2 separate regions of the Triticum aestivum genome follow, and region 1 is linked to region 2. The links are chromatin contacts, called in public Hi-C maps. All regions are on one chromosome and are shown on one strand. The core of a region is the stretch at or near the end of the contact, and the rest is flanking DNA. Distances in the headings are between cores, read along the strand shown.

Region 1 (4,223 bases), core at 514-3,013, 65 kb before region 2:
TGCTCCACAATATTGCTACATTGTGTACCTTTTCCACTTCCAGGACCACCTGTGGATTTGCATAAAATGAGGAACCATGAATGGTCAGCACCATAGGTACTGACAGCAAGCTCATTTTCCACTATGTAGAAGTTGGAGCCATCGTTACAGAATACAGAAGTTACCTAGAACAAATACAACTGCAACTTTCTTCCCACCCAAGATATTCGCAGTACCATCCTGCAATAGAAGCAATTCAATCGATCAAAGTAAGAATGTGAGGATTTAATCCAGGATTAACTTCACTGGTAACACTGAAAATGGAATCAAAATTAAATAGAACATTGAGATTGAAGGAACCTGCCTTACATATTAAAGAGCATGTATAACATAAGTGTCATGTACAGTTTTAAACTACAAAGCAATGGGATAAATAGATGAAGACTCAAAAGCAATCTAGGAATCCAGTAACAACTGCAAATTTTACCCTAATGTGAAAAACATACCTCCTGCTCGGCGACAGGCACTGAAGCATCCACGGCTGTGCTCATTGCTGCAAGCATTCCATGACTCAGTTTGAGCAAGCAATGGATAATAAACTTTGGATAGCTCAGCAGAAAAGAGGGAAAGTGTCAAGGCTCTACTCTACTGTAAACTGGCAGTGCAGCACAGCATAGCAAAATTAAATTAAATAGCTAGCAAGAAGGGTGATGAACTTGCAGTTTCCTTTATTTCCATGCTTTCAAGATTTGAAATGCTGAACAAATGAGGCCATAATTTTGCTTCAGCTACAGTAACAGTACATAGACAAACCATCTTGTCTCATTGTACCTACAGCTATTCATTTTTCATCATGATTTCCCCTTAGATTTCTTGATTCATAGTTCTGATTATAAATTGTGCACGCAAATGAGCCATCAACATTTCAAAACAGAAAAGTTGACATGCACAGTCCTGTAAGCCTATATACACTCTTTCTTCAGGGTTGTATTAGCCTACGCGTACGCGATACATTAGCATTTTATACATTAGCATTTTATACACAAATCATCGCTGTGCATAAAGTCACTCTTGACCACTTATATTTGGCATTACTTATACAAACCCTATGCCGCTCATTCCAAATATTGGATTTGCTGCTCTGTAACAAAGCACCGAACACAAGGCAACAAAAATGACAGCAACCACTCCTAGATGTGGCTAGTGGTACACAACCCTCTATTATTTGATTATTTCTTGGTCGGATCCACACCCTACGCTGCCATTGCCACGCGGCTCAGCGCAGGAGATCACTCCACCAGAACCTAACCAGTAAGCCACTTTAGGTCTCTGTTAGAGTATCTCACTATTTTGGGGAACCTTTTCCCCAACAAACAGAGCGAATTTTGTGGTTAAAAGCATCCATGAATCCATCAGGCAGACAGGCAAGCAGACCTAGCCATGGAGCTTATTTTGATCTACAGCTTACTCTATAGGCTAGAACAATCAAACCGGGATGAGAAGTGTGGCAGAGCAGAGAGAATAGGTTCGAGAAACACGCACCCTACTTGTCGAGCTGGGCGGGTCGCTAGAAGTGGGTCCAATCGGCGAGAGTGGTGCCAGATAGCAGCACCTGTCTAGGAGGAGGACGGAGAGGGAGGCGCGGCGGCGAAGGGAGGAGCGGAGGAGGTCGGCGGTGACGGCGACGGCGGCGGGAGGAACTTGGAAAGGACCCGGCTGAAAAAGTGACAGCCCTCGAGCCAGTTATGGCCAGCCAGGTGCCCTCACCAGACCGTCTCCCAGCTGTTGGATTGCGATCAAACGGTTGGCAAGGGCCAACGGGGGAACGGCTCCGCGGTGGAGAGGGCCCACCACGCCTCTCGCCGTTTTGCGCTGGCTTCCTCGGCGGCGCTGCACCGCTACCCCGCAGAGACGCTAGAGTCCGCGCTGGTCTAGCGTGGTCCAGGCGGCTGCTCGTCGGGCGACCATCTATCCGATCCGACTCCGAAGTGCTGGGAGGGGGCGCCGCGCTGACGGCTCCAGCCGCGGCGTCGGCGGGCGCAGGCGGCGGAGGAGATGGCGCACGAGCGGCGCGGCGCGGCGGCGTCGTCCGCGGCTGCGCACGACGCTGCAGGGGAAGCACTGTGAGTCTGTCGCCGCAACCCTTATTAGCTAAGACGCTCGCTCTAATCATGCTTGTGGCGGAGGAGTTCGATCTGACTTCAGAGATCCGCCCCCGTAATCGCGTCATGGTACTTGTGGAACATACCAGATCCCTGATCTGATCTTGTAGCCCCTCTTCGAGGGTGGAATCATATCATAATTTGCTGAAATCGTGGACAGCAACCTGCCTCTGCTCTGCTGCATGTTTTGCATATATGGTTTTAAAAGCTCTGTGTGAATTCGGTCAGTACGATTGGGGAGGAACTGAGGGCAGTCCGTGTGCAAAATGCTGTGTCATCATTTGGATACAAGCTTATATACTGCCTTTTCAGTGGGGCTATCTACTGTGATTCTAGTATAGAAATTAAATGCATCTAGATTATTTTTTTGCCCTACCATATATTTTGATTGGTTGTGTGCAAATCACAATTTTTGGAGTTTGGGACAGGACACTGTATCTATATGTAGATGCAGCTTTCATCTCTTTCTTTCTTAATTAATTGCCTCTCACCTCAGCTTCAATATATATGGCATAGTTTATTACTTTAGATACAGCCGATTGGTGGAGAATCGGGACTGCCATAAGATCGGTGTGGCATTGTGAGTTAGTTGCCCCCTCGGTGCAGAGTTTGATTTGTTTGGCTATTTCTTGACCCATTGGTGTGTGACGGAGGCACCAGTTGCATGTCCATGTAGCAAATCTGAGTTTAAGGTGGTCAACCACCTTGATAGTCTATGTGATTATTGCGATGATGCATGATATATGATTTGTTTTGATGTAAGTACATGAATATATGATTGTATCTTGTCTAAATCTAATAAGTAAACAAATAGAGGCAGTTTTAGATTTCCATTCTGTATCTTTCTTTTGTTGAGAAACACAATTACTTTGCATCGATGATATAAAAGAACGCTGTATGAACAATACTTAGATAAGGCACAACCCACAGCACACTCACACAATCACTAAAAAACGAGCTGTTGCATGAACAACAACATAGTCCGTAAAGAAGCTTTTTGAGGAAAAGAAACTGTAAATGTTCTTCATATAAGTCCACCTTTTATTGGTGGCCATTTGCGTTAACATTTCATCAAGAGAAGCAAATATGTAGTGATTTACTGAACAAAAAGATATTAGTCTCTATCATGTAGTTTCATTTTTTACCATTCAGGTTTGATAATTGCAGTGATCACACAGGGTTCTGCAGTGGTCCTGATTTTTCTGTGTTTTGTTGTTTTCCATGCACAACAGTTTTGCAACGCAATGACAGTGCTGTCATGTTTCATACAGGCTCTTATTTTCCATCATAGTTTAGTGTTCTCTCTTTTGTTGACGTTAACCTTAGTTGTCCTTATACTTGGTACATTTCATAGTGCAATTGCAATGAACATACGCCTCACGATATTTTTCCTGAATGTGTTTATGTTTCTTAAAAACTCTTCCAATCATGTCTTACTTTTTTATTAGAGTCTTTGCTTTCTCAAGCCGCAGCAGCAGGATTTATCCTTTTCCATTTTGTGTGTGTTTGCTTCGTCTGCATTTTACGTATGCCAGTATGCCACTATATCAGGGGTGCCTAGTTTTCTGAATACAAACATCACTAGTATGAGAATAAACATAAATAGCAGCACTAAGTATTATATGATATGCATTTAATTCATTTCTTCTTATGTTGATCTGTTGTTGCAATCTGATTTCCTCCTTTCCTACCATTTCTCCAGATTTGTTGATGTAGTACATGAAGCCCCTCTGTCTGGTCAGCGGCAGCCTCGAAGCATAGTTGGTGGCACTCTGTACTGTATCTTATTGGCAAGTGAATATTTGCTAGGTTTTCCATTATTTTATTAATAGTTGTAGACCATGTTATCTTTTCTTATTTTGCTGGAGAGACCTTTGAAACATGTTTTTACTTCATCTTACTTTATATTTAGCCAGGAGAATATGTATCTTATGTCTGCTAGTCCCTTTCACTCCTTTAATTGTGCTGTTGTTTTTCCTTTCTCCCTTGCAGTTTCTGGCAGCTGTGATTAACTTCTTCTTCTTCTCTAGGCAGGTTATGCTGGTGTTGTCATAGCAGCTCCATGGATATTTGTTCTTATAC
Region 2 (4,348 bases), core at 368-2,867:
TCACTCCAACCTCATTTGAAGAATTCTCTTATTTCCGCATGCACAATCAAACAACTATTCAACATGTGAGGCACTCTACTCCTGCCGTTTCTTCTTCTTCTATTTCTACGAATTCAATAAGCCTATGAATCAAAGTGTTTTAAGGGGTTAGGTTACTTGCTCGTGCAAAACTGAAACAGATTGTTCTGCACGTAAAGCACCTATAAAATTTTAAAACCGGCTGCTTTGCCTCTTGGACATCAACTGTCCAACTGAACAGCGAATCTAACAATATATAAATATGACAAACGAACAGAGCCAAACGCTGTGACGGAAAAACTGCAGGCGCGCCATTGACAAGAAAAAGGAGAGATCGATCAGCTAACCGGAGCAGGAGAGGACTGCAATTTCATACCGCCACCGAACGAAACATCGAACGAACCGTGCTGGGAATCGCAAGATCATCCGTTTGTCCTCATCCGCCCATATCTAAAGAACACGGACAAAAAAGACAGAATTAAACTAGTAAGGAACGGTTAACCAACTCCTCCTAATGATAAGCACAAACGACCACTCCTGCCATGCTATCCCATTCCCTCCGTGGAGAAAGCAAGTTTGAATGGATGGTTGGTGGGTCACCGTTAATTAAAAGGGAAGTCGCCATCATCCATGGATGATGCATCACCATTCACCAAAGCTTTAGCTAGGTCACCCCCTTTCATACCTTGATGCTTTGCTTTGCTTTCGCCCTCTATTAATTATTCGTCTGAAGCTGCTTTTGGCCACTAATTAACTGACTAACTAACCAAGCTTCTCGTATCCAGAAAAATGCGACCACCATGCCAAGGCTAGAATTTGAACTCTAGTGGGTTGGTTCCATCACAAGGAACCCTTATATTTTTCTGAATTTATTTCAGGCCATCCGGCGATGTTCGTTCGGTGAGAGGCTACATTTCGTCCACTGCGAAGGCGTCTGTGACAACTCCGTCAATCTCAAGATGGTATGCCGGCTCAGACTCTCTCAGAGCAAGTATAATAGGGTGACATAAGCAGGCTATAAGAAATAGAATAATATATCTTTACTTAGTTGGAGGAGAGAGAAGATGAGAGAGAAGAGAAGCTGGTTCTTGATTAGTAGCCTGCAGCAACACGAGACCAAAGACACTTTGTGACGATTTAAGGTGTGCCAACTATTGATAAACTAGTATATATTTAGAACTTACTATTGTACATGCCGGCTAAGAGGCTGACTGTAGATGACATGCCAACTTGTTATAGCTGACCGTTGCCTGTATTATTAACCATGCTCTTAAAGATGTTTATAGAAGTAGGATGTGCGTACATGCATTAATAAAGGTGAGTGTATGTGCATATGTATATGCATGAGCGTCTGTGTCTCTATTGTGTCATTAAAAACAAATAAGCTTCGTGCGTATGCATCACCAATGATCCTACAAGCTTTCTAATCACTAATTACACCACCTGCTCTATTTGGCTTGTTAAATTAATCAATCAAAAAAAGTTAATGAGACCCTTCTCCAACCCCACCCACCAGGAAGCCACACACACACACAGAGGACAGAGCGCCCACTCCGGCCTTTATATGCACGCGCCGCGCGCGCCATCTTCGTCTTGTCCTAGCACAGAAGTCGCAGACCACTCCCTCCCTCTATTGACTTCATCGGAGCAGCAGAGAAGAGCAGAGCAGAACAACAGAGCGCAAGAAAGGGTAAGCCATGGGGTTCAGGAAGGGCCTCCTGGCGTGCTTCGGGCCGGGCGGAGGAGACGAGGAGACGGAGCAGGAGGCGCGGGCGACGCCGGGGGCGCGGCGGCGGCGCACGGTGATGAACCTGCGGTCGCTGTCGCTGGAGGACCTGTCGCGGACGCTGGCCACCACCAGCCTGCACGCCTTCACCCTGGACGAGCTCAAGTCCGTCACCAAGAATTTCTCCACCGCCAACTTCCTCGGCGAGGGCGGCTTCGGCCCCGTCTACAAGGGGTGCGTCGCCGGCGGCCTCCGCCCAGGCCTCGCCGCGCAGCAGGTCGCCGTCAAGTACCTCGACCTCGACAGCGACGGCGTGCAGGGGCACCGCGAGTGGCTGGTACGTCCCGATTGATCCGCACCGCGCCCGCAAGATTTCCAATCAATCGCCAACCGCAGCTCGTTCTTTCTCTTAATCTAACCATGTGTGGTGTGTCTGGTCGAGCAGGCGGAGGTGGTGTATCTGGGGATGCTGAGCCACCCGCACCTGGTGAAGCTGCTGGGGTTCTGCAACCAGGACGACCACCGCATGCTCGTCTACGAGTACATGCCCCGGGGCAGCCTCGAGAACCACCTCTTCAACAGTAAGCGCTCAGTTCATCAACATGATTCTCAGTAATTTTTCCATTCTTATCTCTTGTTCGACGATCGATCGACTGGGTTGCTGATTGATTGGGCGTGTGATGGATGCAGATCCGCTGGCGCCGCTGCCATGGTCGACGCGGCTTAAGATCGCCGTGGGCGCGGCCAAGGGGCTGGCGTTCCTGCATGAGGCGGACACCCCCGTCATCTACCGCGACTTCAAGGCCTCCAACATCCTGCTCGACTCGGTGAGCTCCATTCCTGCTCATCCACCCGCTCGATCCGATCCAATCCATCTCTGTTCACCCCCCCCCCCCCCCCCCCCCCCCCGCTCGATCCGATCTCCCGATCCAATCCAAACCTGTACCACAACTGTACCAGACCACATCTGCGCCAGAATTCAATCTTGTCGAGCAAGTGGGTAGCAAGTCGCCGTCGACTTTGCTGTATTTTGATCAAGTTGCCTGAATTTTGTTATGGTTGCTGGTCGCCACGCCAGCTAGCCTCGCAGGCCGCACGTAGCGTCCGATCGTTCCGGGTCAAGGCCTCGCTCAATTTTAGAATTCAGAGAAACCAACACGCTCGTGCGAAAATTCAGATTTTGCATCGGCAACGCCCGACAAAATTAGCCAGCCGCAAATTTCTCTTTGTTTACTGGTGATTCTAGATGCCGGCTGTTGCACATAGTCTAAACCAATTTGTCTAGTTGGTCAGAAGCCCGCACAGTTCTTTAACCCCGAGCTGGTACAGTACGTGTACATCCCAACCACTATTATAATGCACAGACGGTACGCGCACAGCAGCGGCATTATTGAGGTCCAATGTGCAAATAGCCAAATACACAGTAGATTTCCTTAACATAATCATCTCGGTCTCACCATCATCTGTGCTGAAAGTTAGGAGTGTAATTCAGTTAAAAAAGAAGAAATTCAGAGTGTAATTCAGTTAAAAAAGAAGAAGTTCAGAGTGTAATTTGCTGACCTCGGTTTGATGATCTGGATTTGCAGGATTACGCAGCGAAGCTGTCGGACTTCGGGCTGGCCAAGGAGGGGCCGAAGGGGGACGACACGCACGTGACGACGCGGGTGATGGGCACGCACGGCTACGCGGCGCCGGAGTACATCCTCACGGGCCACCTCACGGCCAAGAGCGACGTGTACAGCTTCGGGGTGGTGCTCCTGGAGCTGCTCACGGGCCGGCGCTCCGTCGACAAGCGGCGGCGCGGGCGGGAGCAGAACCTCGTCGACTGGGCGCGCCCCTACCTGCGCCGCGCCGACGACCGGCTGCACCGCGTCATGGACCCCGGCATGGAGTCGCAGTACTCCACGCGGGCGGCGCGCGGCGCCGCGGCCGTGGCGCACTCCTGCCTGCAGAGCGTGCCCAAGGCGCGGCCCCGGATGCGCGACGTCGTGGACGCCCTCGAGCCGCTGCTCGCGCTCGACGACGACGTGCCCATGGGGCCCTTCGTGTTCACGGTCTGCGAGCCGGAGGCGGCGGCGGGCAAGGGGGACGGCGCCGGGGACGACGAGCCGGCGGCCGCGCAGGGCAAGTGGCACGTCAAGTCGGCCGTGCACGCGGACAGCCCGCTGCGCAAGGGTGACTGCTGGGTCACCAGCGCCGCCAAACGGCCGGAGAGCCCCCCGGGTGTGATCTGATCTGAGCAGGGAGGGACGGAGGAACTCCGGTGCATAGAGACGAGGGATTACGGTGTAAATAGTGACGATCTGTTCTTTGATTCTTTTCTTTCTCTTCTTCTTGGTGATGTTACTTCATTCTCTCAAGAACTTTTAGGGTGCAAATTTTGTATTTCAGTTTTGTTGCTGATATATGTACTACCAAGAGTAGTTCGGCTGATGCATACCTCCTGTGACCTGTATTATGAAAGTTTGAGGCAACCATACATGGTAAAATGTTCATGTGAATTCCAATGGACTAGTTTTGGGACTGTCTACAGGTCAATCAACTGAAAACATAATTTGGGTCAGTCGACTGACCCAAAGTTGTTTCAGTCGATTGAGTGGCGAA

The links. Hi-C and Micro-C count contacts between places; a contact is called where the count stands out from the background.
Region 1: a Hi-C map of leaf shows a contact between it and region 2, with 4 times the contacts expected there. The contact joins the promoter of LOC123156351 here to the promoter of LOC123159897 in region 2. A contact is called at or near these places in 1 of 5 Hi-C or Micro-C datasets (leaf) and 1 of 1 datasets of contacts at active chromatin or transcription factors (leaf).

The regions. Positions count from the first base shown.
Region 1 is chr7B:77,286,260-77,290,482 of IWGSC CS RefSeq v2.1, reverse strand. It overlaps LOC123156351 (protein FIP1), which reads left to right and starts at 1,763. Exons shown (of 14, transcript XM_044574481.1): 1 at 1,763-2,102; 2 at 3,844-3,931; 3 at 4,172-4,223. The coding sequence starts at 2,035. It overlaps LOC123156352 (UMP-CMP kinase 4), which reads right to left and starts at 1,714. Exons shown (of 10, transcript XM_044574483.1): 1 at 1,522-1,714; 2 at 486-532; 3 at 165-219; 4 at 1-49. The coding sequence starts at 530.
Region 2 is chr7B:77,220,836-77,225,183 of IWGSC CS RefSeq v2.1, reverse strand. It overlaps LOC123159897 (serine/threonine-protein kinase RIPK), which reads left to right and starts at 1,617. Exons shown (of 4, transcript XM_044577704.1): 1 at 1,617-2,081; 2 at 2,190-2,325; 3 at 2,435-2,571; 4 at 3,331-4,251. The coding sequence starts at 1,716. The coding sequence ends at 3,978.